Regions from separate parts of the Mus musculus genome. Here region 1 is linked to region 2. The links are chromatin contacts, called in public promoter capture Hi-C maps. All regions are on one chromosome and are shown on one strand. Each heading gives the region's core, a stretch centred on a gene start, on an enhancer-like site or on the middle of the called end of the contact. The rest is flanking DNA. Distances are from core to core; before and after follow the strand shown. Region 1 overlaps Gm35541 (a long non-coding RNA gene). Region 2 overlaps Flt1 (FMS-like tyrosine kinase 1).

Region 1 (6,301 bases), core at 2,614-5,113, 97 kb before region 2:
GAGACTAGCCCTGCAGGGAAGGATCAAACGCTCATGGTGGCCCCAGGTCTATTTTCTCAGGCGCCCTTCCCCATCACACATTGTTAGCGGGACAATGGGCTCCTGTGTCAGTCTTATTGGCACCAGTTTTGTACGATGCAGGAAACAGCATTTCCTCTCGGCGCTGGAAAATTCACTTGGATGGTGCTTTTCCCTTTTTATTGAGAATGCTCACACACCCCGGGAAACGCGAGCTCCCGGAGAGGGGAAGGAGCAGCAGAGGTAGACATCCCGAGGGCTCCAGCCGCGTCCCGGCCCCTTCCCGCTCAGCGCGCCGCTGGCCTCTGCCAGAAGAGGAAGCCGGACCTGAAACAATGAGATGGGCCGGGTGTCTTAGCCGTGACCCTCCCACTGGGGCCATCGGAGATGGCCCTGCCAAGTCCCTCTGGCCTCGGCGGCTAGGGCAGAAGCGAGCTCAGCGGGAGGGGTTCCCCACGGCCCGGAGATCCCCCCCTCCACACACACACCTCTGGGTATGGCTGGCTGCGCCAAGCCATAGGAAGAACTGCCTAGGTGGTCTCTAGTTTTACTAACTAAATCGCTGGTTAGCATTCCCTAGTACCTGGACTGGAACTGCTTAGCTTGAGGGAGGCCCTGCAGGGACGGAGGAAAGGGGGTGCGTGTGGTGAGGCGAAACGTGTACAACGCCTAATACCAACTTGGAAAAAAAAAAACAAAAACAAAAAACCCTGCCTCCTATCTCACTTAGGAATTCTATTTTGACATTCGTTCCACCCTGGCCTCAATTAAATAGTAGTTCTGGTTTCTTAGAATAGTACTTAGATAGGAAAATCGGGGGTTGGGGGTGGGGAGAGGAGGGGAGGCTGGCACACAGTAGGTGATCTATCACTTAAAAGTTACATGAGGGGGCTGGAGAGATGGCTCAGCGGTTAAGAGCACTGGCTGTTCTTCCAGAGGTCCTGAGTTCAATTCCCAGCAACCACATGGTGGCTCACAACCATCTGTAATGGGATCCGATGCCCTCTTCTGGTGTGTATGAAGATAGCTACAGTGTACTCATCATATAATAAATAAATCTTAAAAAAAAGAGAGAGAGAGAGTCACACGAATTGCACGAACACTCTGGCCTGTCCTGGCTACCCTGCCCCCTCCCCATCCTCGCCACTATCTTGCTTGTTCACAGTTACTGGTGACTACACACTGACACCCAAATGTTGAACCTACACAGAACGTTTGTGTATTTATGATATTCATGCTTCTTAAAATGCACTTCATATGCACATCTTCCTTCTATGCTAAGCCTCGGTGTTTAAAAAAAAAATGTCTGTAACTTCCTGGCTGCCCTCCTTGAGAGAGGTCCAGAGAGGGGAGGGGGATATTTGAAATTTATTACAACTCCCTTCTCATTAATCTGCTACAAACTGCAAACATTTGCACAGGAAAGTCAGAAGACAGTTTGTGGGAGTGGCGTCTTGCCTGCTAGCCCCTTTCATAGCTAAAGCTGCTCACCTTTTCTCTTTCTTTTTTAAAGATTTATTTTTTTTACTACATGTCAGTACACTGTAGCTGTCTTCAGACATCTCAGAAGAGGAGGTCAGATCTTATTATGGATGGTTGTGAGCCACCATGTGGCTTCTGGGATTTGAACTCAAGACCTTCAGAAGAGCAAGCAGCCGGTGCTCTTAACCACTGAGCCATCTCTCCGGCTCACTCTTCTTTCTTTATATTTCTTTCTTTATTGACAAATGTGGAAAATGAAAGTTTATGTCTCGCACTTGCTAGGCAATTGCTGTGCTGCTGAGCGACTTGCCTAGCCCATCCCTTAAGGTTAGAGCCTCTCACCATGCCTAAAGGATCCTAAGACCAAAGTGGAGAAGGCCAGGGAGAGGAGGGGGGTGGGGCTTGAGGCCTTTTCTAGCTAACTGAGTTATTAACCCTTCATTGACAGAATAGATCTGATGCTGGCAGCAGCTTCTAAGCCTCAAGTTCAAACCTCCACTTTTTCCTGACTACACAGAGTCTGAGCCTCTCTCTCTTCCCCCAGCTGCGAGGGTCAGTAGTCTGTAAAACAATACAGCAATGTTTAAATCCTCCCGGGGAAGCACTTAAAGGTGCCCTCCCGCCACCCTTTGTAACAACTGAATTGCTCTCTAATTGCTTTGTTTTCGGTGTCCCTCCCACCTTGTAAGTTTTCTTTTGGAGCCTAGTGGGGCCAGACGTGAAAACCCGAGCTGTTGTCTGCTTCTTGAATGAATGTATGGATGAATTAATGATTGTTTCTCACCGTTTTTATACGCCTGGGGAAAAGAAGTTGGTCTGTAGGGATGCACTTGGAAAACTTTTCATAGCAACAAAGGTTTGCCTCCTCCCTACGGGAACCAGAGCAGCACGAGGCTTAGGGTAACAGAGTGGGCAGAAGTCTTTGGTGCAGCGTTCACCTTCTTTGAAGAATCCCTTCTCTTTGAAAAGTGCCCCCACCCCAGCACTTTAGAAAAATCCCTGCAAGGGGGGGGGGCAACATTTAGGATGTAAATAACTAAAATATATTAATTTTAAGAAAAAGAAAAATCCCTTGCTACCCCTAAGAATTAAGAGTCATACTGGCTTTTAGACATAGTGTGCCATTCTGCACCCAACCTGTTGAAGCATTTATGACTATTTAGTTTGTTTTAAGTATTTTTTATATGTATGAGTGTTTTCCTGATGTGTGTCAATGTACCACATGTGTGCCTGGTGCCCTGGAACTGGAGTTACAGACAGTTCAGAGATGCCATGTGGATGCTGGGAACTGAACCTGGGTCTTCTGCAAGAACAGCAAGCTCTTTTAACTGTGGAGCCATCTCTCCGGCTCCTCAATTATTTATATAACCCAACAAGAAAATGATCCTTAAAGGAACACCTTGTATGTAGGGTCTGATGGAGATAAACATGAGTAAACTGGCAACAAGGCAAAAAAATAAAATAAAATAAAATTCCAAAGGTCAAAGGTCATCCATTCAGCCCATTAATTGAAACTCAGAGCGCCAATGACGTTCTGTGGTGTGTAAGGCGGGTGGAGAAGCGGCAGCTACTGCAGGTGTCTTCTAGTTCAGGTCCCGATGCTCAGCAGAGGTTTGCAAATATCTGCCCTAGACAAATGATTATCGCACAGAGCAGGTTGCTCCCCCAAGCCTATAGAGTGAGCACTCCCCCCCCCCCTCCTCAACCCTTAACTGTTTGCCCTGAACTAGGTGTGAATTAACAGGAAAAGGAACCTTAGAAAAGACCCGGGAAGAGCTAGGCATGAACAGGGGAAGGTTCGAATCCACCATGGTTCTTCATCTGGACCTGGTAGCCCCAACTCCCAAGTCTCCACCTGTTCCTACTCCCTGCGAGCATCTCTGCTTCCCATGATAGCTGTTTGCAGGCTGCTTCCCGCAGTCTTCTTGCTCACAAAAGCATTAACCAGGATTTCAATAGAGTGAGCCAGGGGCTCCGTGTTTTCCTGGGGCATCAGTGAAAACTTTCAGCTTGTGTCGTTCCCCGCAGCAGACTGGATGCTGAGCGGCTGAATGGCACTTTGCCTTTTAGTGCCTGCTTGGCTCACTTAGGTGAATTATTGGTCAATTATTTTCTTCTTGCCCCCTTGCAACCATCAGCAAAGCTGTTCCTTGCCTCCAGTCAGAAGTAAGTGTAATGAACTAGGCCACTTAACTCCAAGACTTGACGACAAAATGTCCCGTGGACCTTGGGGTCTTCCGGGCTCTGCTCGCCGCCCCTCCCCCACTCTGTTCCCGATTTGGATCCAGCTGACTCCCTGCCTCCAGCCTGCCTCCTAGGACGGTCGCCAGGTCTGTTCTGTTTCTGGGGCTGGGTTGCCAGCTTAGTCAGACACCTCTTGCTTAATAGTTTCTTATGAAATCTGTCCACCCAAATTCTCACTGTTCTGTTCTGCCCACGTTGTCACAAATCCTTCAGCTCAGGTTCCTGTTCTCATTGTTGATGAGTTTCCAGGGCTTGCGCCAATGATTGCGGTCTCCTGTGGACGCCTCTGCAGCCCGAGCATCCTCAATAGGGGCTTCCCCCAGCCACGGCCACGACTCTGCTCAGTTGCTGGGGCTTTCTTCTTCAGTTGAAGCTTACGCTCAGCGCTCAAACCTTTGCAAAAGGAGATAAGTCTACGTGAAAATAAAATGGAAGGATCGTATTTATTATGAATGTCTTAAAAAATATTGACATGAGTCACAGGACACAAAATGTGAGATGGCCTTGCAGGTTCACATAGCTTGGTTTTATTCTATGGGCCCTGTTCACAATTTAACTGACGCGTTTGAACCCGGTGAGCACATTCGATTGAAATATTTAATTGATTTATTTTTATTTCTTTACTTTTGCAGTTATGGAGACCAAATCCAGGGCTGTGTGCATGCTAGCCGGGCAAGCACTCTCCCACTAAGCTATCCATCTTGGATTTTTATTTGATTTTTAAAATTGTGTTTCTTATCACTGTGTCATCATACACAAGAGGAAGCCAGAGGACAGCTTTGTGGGGTCGGTTCTCTCTTTTAAGAACTAAGTTCCTGGGGCAGGAGAAATGTCTCAATGGTTAAGAGCACTGGCTGCTCTTCCAGAGGTCCTGAGTTCAATTCCCAGCAACTACATGGTGGCTCACAACCATATGTAATGGGATCTAATGCCCTCTTCTGACATGCAGACAGAGTGCTCATATGCATAAAATAAATAAATAAATCTGGAAAAACAAAACAAAACAAAAACCTAAGCCCCTCAGGCTTTATCTGCTGGCCCATCTTACCAGCCCCATTTAAATGCCCAAATTCTTCCACAAAACCTGGTAAGTCCAAGAGGATACTTTATCTATAAGCAAATAAATTATGCATATAAAACATGAGACTGTAGGTTTTTGGTTTGAAGTCCTGCTTTTTGTTTTGTTTTTGAAAGAATATGTGTGTGTGTGTATATATATATATGTACTCTATTCAGACACACCAGAAGAGGGCATCGGGTCCCATTACAGATGGTTGTGAGCCACCATGTGGTTGCTGGGAATTGAACTCAGGACCTCTGGAAGAGCAGCCAATGCTCTTAACCACTGAGCCATCTTTCCAGCCTTGAGCTTCTGCTTTTTAAGGCAGATTTGTAATATCTTGGTATATAAGCAAGGCTGCCCTAGAACTAGCAGTTCTTCCTCCTGCCTCAGTCTCTAGTGTGTACCTCATGGTCCCTGGCTCCAGATGAAATTGTTAACACAGGGACTCTTTCATGAAGTCTGTACTCAAAAGGTTTAAATCTGGGACTGACAAGATGGTTCCGTGGAAAACGATACCCAAGCCACACACAGCTGGAGACCTGAGTTCAATCCCCGGAAACCATAAATGTAGGAGAAAAACCAACTCCACAAAGTTGTCCTCTGACCTCCGCACATGCACTGTGACAGACATAAGGATAATCATAAATGTAAATAAATAAAATAAGACCTTATACCCGAATGTTAGAAAGCAATACAGTGACCTGTTGGCAATACTTAATATAATATATTTTCATTTCTTTCTCTCTCTCTCTTTTTAAAATTCTCTGTCTATGAGTCTGGGTATGTACTTGTGAGTTCAGTGCCTAGGGAGGTCAGAGTTATAGGTGGGTATGAACCATCCACCCCCGGGAACTGGTAACTTACCTCAGATTTGCTGCCAGAGCACCGTGTGCTCCTAACCACTAAACCGCCTCTCCAGCACCGTGAATTTTCATTTCTAAAAGGTTCTACATGGTGTCTTAGAATCCGAAAGCCATTTGAAACTTGATTTAGCTACGATTTAGTTGAGTGAAAGATTAAGACCACACATACATAGGATGCTGGGAATGTGGCTGGAGTGTTTGCCCTACTGGGTTTTATCCCCAGCACCCAGGAAGCTGAGGCCGGAGGATTGCATGTTTGAGGCCAGTGTGAGTTTTACAATTAGGCCGTAGCTCCACAGGGATCTTCATCATCAACCTCCCGCACTGCCCTATGCATACGCTCAAGTTGGACATACCTTTCCAACTTCCCCCAAACCTTTCTGTTTTCCTCTCCGCACCCTCCTCTCCCACAGCCTCTTCCCGTAACTAAGTCTTGGCCCATAATAACAGAAGACTTCCGTTGACCTGCAGAGATGGAGCCTCTTCTCACTGACACAAATCATGCTGGGGATTTAGCTCAGTGAACGAACATTTGTTTAGGATGTGGGAGGCTGTGGGCTCAATCACCAGCCCAGCGAACAAACATAAAACCACCTTTCTTCTCCCTGTCTCTGTCTCCCGTCTCTGTTCC
Region 2 (6,245 bases), core at 2,846-5,345:
TCCAGGCATCAGGTGTCCTAACTTAAGTATTTTCTTTAGTATTTAGATCAGGAAACGTATGTGGCAGCTCACGGTTTGAGTATCTCCCTGCTGGGTAGATAGATACAGTTGAGATTTATAGTTGCTAGGGAGGAAGGGGGTGGCCTTAGGTGAAGAAGGCTCTCATAAAGTCTGTGGTTTTCTCTCTGAGGACGTTTCCTGTCCGTTCCACCTCACTTGCCATCCCTGGCTGTTCTGGGCAGCCTTGCAATAACCTCTCTCTTTTGTAGGTATGACTTCTGCACTGAGAATGAAGAATCCTTTATCCTGGATCCCAGCAGCAACTTAGGAAACAGAATTGAGAGCATCTCTCAGCGCATGACGGTCATAGAAGGAACAAATAAGGTACCGCTTGTATAAAACGAGCCTTGGGGATAGTCTGTAAACAAACTCTCAGCTCCTGGTTCTGGGTTTATGGGACCCAGAAGTGATGCAAATGCTCAGAGTTCAGAGGGGAAGAGAATCTCTGAGGGGTGTCTTCATTGCTCCACTTGCTACATTTCCTGGACTGTATTCTTCAGACTCCTGATGCCACTCTTCTCCTTTCTCTCTCTCTCTCTCTCTCTCTCTCTCTCTATATATATATATATATATATATATATATGTATATGTATATGTATATGTATATGTATATGTATATGTATATAGAGATAGAGATAGAGATAGAGATAGAGATAGAGATAGATAGATAGATAGATAGATAGATAGATAGATAGATAGATAGATAGATAGATCTGTGTTTGTGTGTATGTGCCATATGTGGGCAGTACTCCTAGAGTCCAGAAATGAATGTCAGACTTCCCAGAAGCCAGATGTAGAGGTGGTTCTGAGCTTCCTCTCTCATCCTCCCATGTGGGTCCTGGAAATGAGAACTGAATTTGGGTCCTGTGCGAGAACAATACATGTTCATAACCTCTAAGCTTTCCCTGCAGCCTGGGGAACTCATTCTTCTTGGAAATCAGGCTGGTTGCACATTACTGGCTCCCTATCCCAACTACACATTCAATCTTCTATCAGCATTACAGTCGCATCTTTGGGGTGGAACCTGGAGTCCACACAAGTGCTGGGATTGATCGCATGTACCGCCAAGTGATTCTAGCCTTCAACTGTGCCTGAGTCCTGCTCGCAGACAGGAAGTGGCATCCCAGTAAATAAAAGCTAACCCAAAGCTTCACACCAAATTTCAACATTCCTATCTCAGAAAATATCATATCTGTCCTTCTGTCCCGGCCAGGTGAAGTCTAAGCTAGATGTGTAAACATACACCGTCTATCAAGATTCCCCAAACTAACCAAGTCTAGTGTGTATTTAAGAGCTGGTATCCTGTGAAGCAGAAAGTCCCAGTGGGCTGCAAACCAGGAAGCTTTCCCTCTTTGAGGCAGCGAAGGATTTGCTTAGAAATCAGCTATCATTGGGCATGGGAATAGCAATGCTTAAAAAACCAAATCAAATAGCCTCTAAAACATCCATTTACATTACACATGCTCATCTTGATCTGAAGTAAGGGATTATCTGTATAAATGCCACCATCTGCTCAAGTAGGGATACTTAAAATATCCATTTATTTTGCTGTGTCCTTGAATTCGGGAATGAAAAGCAGATACATTGCTCTCTATGTAGGATTCAGCAACTATAAATAACTTCTACACTCTTCTTTTCTCTTTTTAAAGACTTACTTGTTTTTATTTTATATGGACATGGGTTTTGCCTGCATGTGTGTATATACACCATGTGTGTGCACTGCCTATGGAGGCCAGAAGATGGCGCAGGATCCCCTGAAATTGGTGTTACAGATGCCTATGAGCTGTTATGTAGGTGCTAGGAACCAAATCTGAGTCCCACAAGAACAAGTGCTCTTAACCACCAAGCCACTCTAGCTGCCCCATCTCCCATTTTCTCTTTCCTTCATTCTTCTTTTTTCTTTTTCTTTTTCTTTTTCTTTTTCTTTTTTTCTTTTTCTTTTTCTTTCTCTTTTCCTTTTCCTTTTCCTTTTCCTTTTCCTTTCCTTTTCCTTTTCCTTTTTCTTTTTCTTTTTCTTTTTCTTTTTCTTTTTCTTTTTCTTTTAAGACAGGGTCTGACTATGGCTTGCTGCCCTGAAACATGTTCACAGAGATCCACCTGCTCTGCCTCCTGAGTGCTGGGATTAACTGTATGCACCGCCACGCTAACCCTGCAGTTTTCAGTATCTAAGCCTTTTTGAAGATGCTAATGTCAGCATCCTTTTTTGGCAAGCCAGTGTGGTTGTCCCCATTTTAAACATGGGCAACCTAAGTCACACCACATAAAAGGGAAAAAAAAAATTCAAAGCAAAGTCTCCTGAGTCAAAGCTCAGAACTTTCATGGCCAACTACGCGAGGTACAATATCAACAGTCACTTGCTAGGGACTTAGGAATGGTTTTTATAGACATAGCAGTAGTTGGGATGGTTTGTAGCCTTTGCCCCACTAACACAGTACACAGGAGCTATAAAGTTCCATGTTGTCCAGCCACCAGTGAAAGACTTTAACGAACAAGTTAGGTGAGAAGGAATTCTAGAAACCGGGATGTTTGATTTGGGTAGAAATTGTTCACTAATGCTAGAAAATCACTTAGTACTGCCACACAGTCCTAGCAGACTTCCCAGATGATGTCATTGGTATCCATTCATCTTTTTGCTTCTTCCGGACCATGCAGGCAAATGTCCTATTAATCCTGGGGATTTAAAATGAGAGACTTGATGTTCATGATCAAAGTGGGATTTCTACTTTGTTTTCTTACCACAAAAATGTCCAGTGAGCAATAAAACTGAATGGGGTGAAGCTGGGTGAGATTCCTGATGGGCGTGGCCCCATGTAGTTAACTAACTCCAGAGATAATGTCTGCTGATCAAAACAAAACAAAACAAAACCAAGAGAGCAGAGAAAAACTTGTCTGAAATAAAATTAAAAAAAAAAAAAAGTCTTCACCAATTTTCCATTCAGGCTGGAAATAGATGTATTGTCTTGTGGTCCTGCAGTTAAGCTAAAGATTTCCGATATGAACTTCTGTGCACAGTTGGCATTTGTACCACCTGGCCCACGTTCAGGAGCTGCAGGGTCAAACTCCTCCTTCTCCCAACCAAGGGCAAAGATGTCCACATCTCTTAACTCCTCCAAAGAAATGGCATTAGCGGTGTTTATCCTACCTAACTTCCTGTGGTAAAGAGGAGATAACCTGGAGAGAGGTTCCCCTAGACATAGGACTTTAACAAATTGACAACCACTAAGATTGCAATGGAGTCCTCCAATGGCCACCGTCACATGCAATGAAGGGTGTCTATTCAAGATCATTTGGATTACAAAACTTTTAATTTTCCCCATAAGGGAAGTGAAAATCTATATAGTGTATGGGTCCTTTAAGCAGTTCTAATACCATTATGCTGGATATAAATGGTTGATTTCTTGTTCTGATTTTAGGAGAACTTACTGTGTTTAGTTTTAGCATAAATTAGTATGTTTTTGTGGTTTGGAGAAAAAATTGTCCTTTGTTGAACAGTTAGTTACAAGCATAGTTTTGCTGTTTCTAAATTGCATGCAATGTTCTTCACGATGTAGACGCTTGCTTCTTTGGCGCACTGTGACTCTAGTACATCAAAGTCCTACAATAATGGCTCAGTCACCGGTCAGCCTTGCCAGCAATGCTCCTCTGTGGAGAGGTGTGGGTGGGGACGCTCTCACGCCGGAAGTCATGGCGGCTGGGGGTTCCAGGGGCTTTTCGTTGTTGTTGTCCCTTAGGTCAGTGAAGGGCATAGAGGGAAATGCAATTCCCAAACTCCATTTCCTCCTTGGCCCACCTTTGTGAGATGTGAGCCGTTCTCTGGAGTGGCTAAAAGCAAAAATGTTAAATTTTCATGTTGTTCACACCAGACGCAGGGGGGTCGACGGGACTGAAATGAGAAGCGCACAGAGCCCTGAGCAGACTTTTTGTAAGACTGGGGGGAAGGGGAGGGGAGGGGTGACTGCCTCTCTGCGTTTCGGTAGCGACATTTCCGTGAACTTGTTTGAGGGTACAGGAGGAAATATGTAAATTGCCTGAGACAATCCCATGACGTGTATGATCGTCCTAATTACGGAACTACGGCTTGTGGTCCAGTTCCCACACTGCCCCTGGCTCCCCCTAATTCTCACCTTCTGTTTTCCCATCACGTGGTTGTTGTGTGTCAGCTCTTCCTTGGCCTTTATACACCTACTTCTATTTCTCCCTGAAAGACTTAGAAGAAAGCAGTGTTAGAAACATCCCAAGATTAAAATCTCTATTCCATAAATAGGTTAAAAAAAAAAAAAAAAGCGTGTTCCCGGAAATTAAGCGGAATGACATATTACCTCCATTCAGTCTATTCCACGAGGCTGAAGACAGGACTTACTAAGGCTTAGCAAATGGAAGGAAAGGAAAATTAAGAAATCCAAGCTTACAGTAGCTAATGACAGGTTTTTGGTTGGTTGTTTTTGTTTGCTTGCTTGTTTTATTTTATTTTGTTTCTGGGATTGGGGGCTTTTTGTGTTTCAAGACAGGGTTTCTCTATTTAGCCCGGGCTGTCCTGAAACTCACTCTGTAGACCAGGCTGGTCTCGAATTCAGAGATCTGCCTGCTTTTGCCTCCCAAGTGCTGGGATCAAAGGCGTGCACCACCATGTCTGGCTTCTGGTGACAGTCTTGATGAACATCTGGGGACATATCAAAGGACCCCGTGACAAGCACAGAACCTTTAAGAATGCAGAGTTAGACTGGACCAAAAACCTCACCTTTTATCTTTTTTGATGTTGCAATTGGCTGTGTTCATCCTCTGTAGAAGGGCACTGTGGATTTTAAGTGGGAGTGAGGTTGTCTTTCCTTCTCCTATGACTGGTTGACTATGAGTGTCCTAATGGTAGTTTACCTTAATGCTTCTGCCTTCGTCACTGGCCCTCGATTTGCTTCATTTGTGGAAAATGCAAACTGATTATAGAATTAATGCAAGCAGACCATCTTGAGACATCCCTTCAAGTGTGTCCTATAAAATAAACAATTACAACTCCAAGTATCTGTTACAGCTCAAATCTTTGGCAGTTTCTCTTCTAAAACATAACAGGGACAATTTGGTATTCTGTTTGACCTTTTTCATTCTCCTCTTTGTTGTGGACATCAAGGATCAGAATGGTCCCTTTAAGACAAGCAGCTCATGCATCCTTATTGACTGCCCCATGAGAAGATGCCTTCCAATACAACCAAAGGATGCAGAGCACAGCCTTGCTTAAGCTCCTGTCTCTGACCTGACCTGTCTTATGCTTGTCAAATACCCGCCATGGATTTTTGTCTTGTTTTTGAGACAGGGTCTCACTATGTAGCCTTGGCTGGACCTCTTCAATATGTAGACCAGGCTGGCCTCCAACACACAGAGCTCTTCTGCCTCCTGTCACTGGGACTAAAGGCATATACCACTATACACAACCTATATCTTTGATGTTATATGAAAAGATACTTAATTTTATAACCTTAAAACATATTCCCTAGATAAAGAATATACCAGAGTGAAATAATTTTTAGGAAAGTTGATCATAATAAGTTCTATGTTTCACCCTGTGTTTAAAAATGTTTTTCTTTAATTAGAATCTTTTCATTCATCGATCATACTTCCAAATCACATCACTTAAAGAAAGAAAGAAAGAAAGAAAGAAAGAAAGAAAGAAAAGAAAAGAAAGAGAAAGAGGAAAAGAAAAAGAAAAAGAAAAAGAAAAAGGAAAAGAAGGGTGGTGGTTTACACCTTTAATCCCAGCACTCAGGAGTTCGAGGCCAGCCTGGTCTATAAAGTCCACGACAGCCAGGGCTGTCACACAGAGAAATCCTGTCTTGAAAAAAATAGAAAAGTTTTCAGTTTGTGTGAAATTCTATCCCAGAAGGAAAATAGTGTTCAGTTTATGCTGCTGATTAAAGGAGCTACCTTCAAGGAAAACCCCATTCAAATGGTAGACAGGCCTGTGTCAATAGGTTTTGCTACCCAGTGTGAAGCACTTGGGTGGGGAAGCAATCAAAGGCTGAGAGTGTGAGCTCTCAAGTTCTACACACCAGTACAGATGCTCTTCCCAGGCATGTCTGTGGTCTCTGGAGTCCTGGGGTTCATCCCTTAACCCCTAGAAACCTTAGTCACCTTATTTGTTTAATGCCCCCATCTCACGGGGCTAAGATAATGCTGTCCATGTTACCATCAAGGAC

Evidence for each region. Capture Hi-C pulls out chosen DNA fragments and counts their contacts.
Region 1: a promoter capture Hi-C map of adipose tissue shows a contact between it and region 2. The contact joins two enhancer-like sites. A contact is called at or near these places in 1 of 484 Hi-C or Micro-C datasets (pre-megakaryocyte-erythroid progenitors), 2 of 115 datasets of contacts at active chromatin or transcription factors (embryonic stem cells and neural progenitor cells) and 1 of 9 other capture datasets (adipose tissue).

Annotation. Positions count from the first base shown.
Region 1 is chr5:147,745,858-147,752,158 of GRCm38.p6, reverse strand. All of the region lies in intron 1 of Gm35541 (a long non-coding RNA gene), which reads left to right. Among named protein-coding and RNA genes, the nearest start is that of Gm35541, 4.2 kb to the left of the region's middle. Within about 2 kb of position 3,863, at least 75 of the 459 cell types and tissues checked have an H3K27ac peak or open chromatin away from gene starts, as enhancers often do. A contact at or near this core is called in adipose tissue, where this site is marked.
Region 2 is chr5:147,649,236-147,655,480 of GRCm38.p6, reverse strand. It overlaps Flt1 (FMS-like tyrosine kinase 1), which reads left to right. Exons shown (of 30, transcript NM_010228.4): 11 at 270-384. Among named protein-coding and RNA genes, the nearest start is that of Gm35383, 7.3 kb to the left of the region's middle. Within about 2 kb of position 4,095, at least 6 of the 459 cell types and tissues checked have an H3K27ac peak or open chromatin away from gene starts, as enhancers often do. A contact at or near this core is called in adipose tissue, where this site is marked.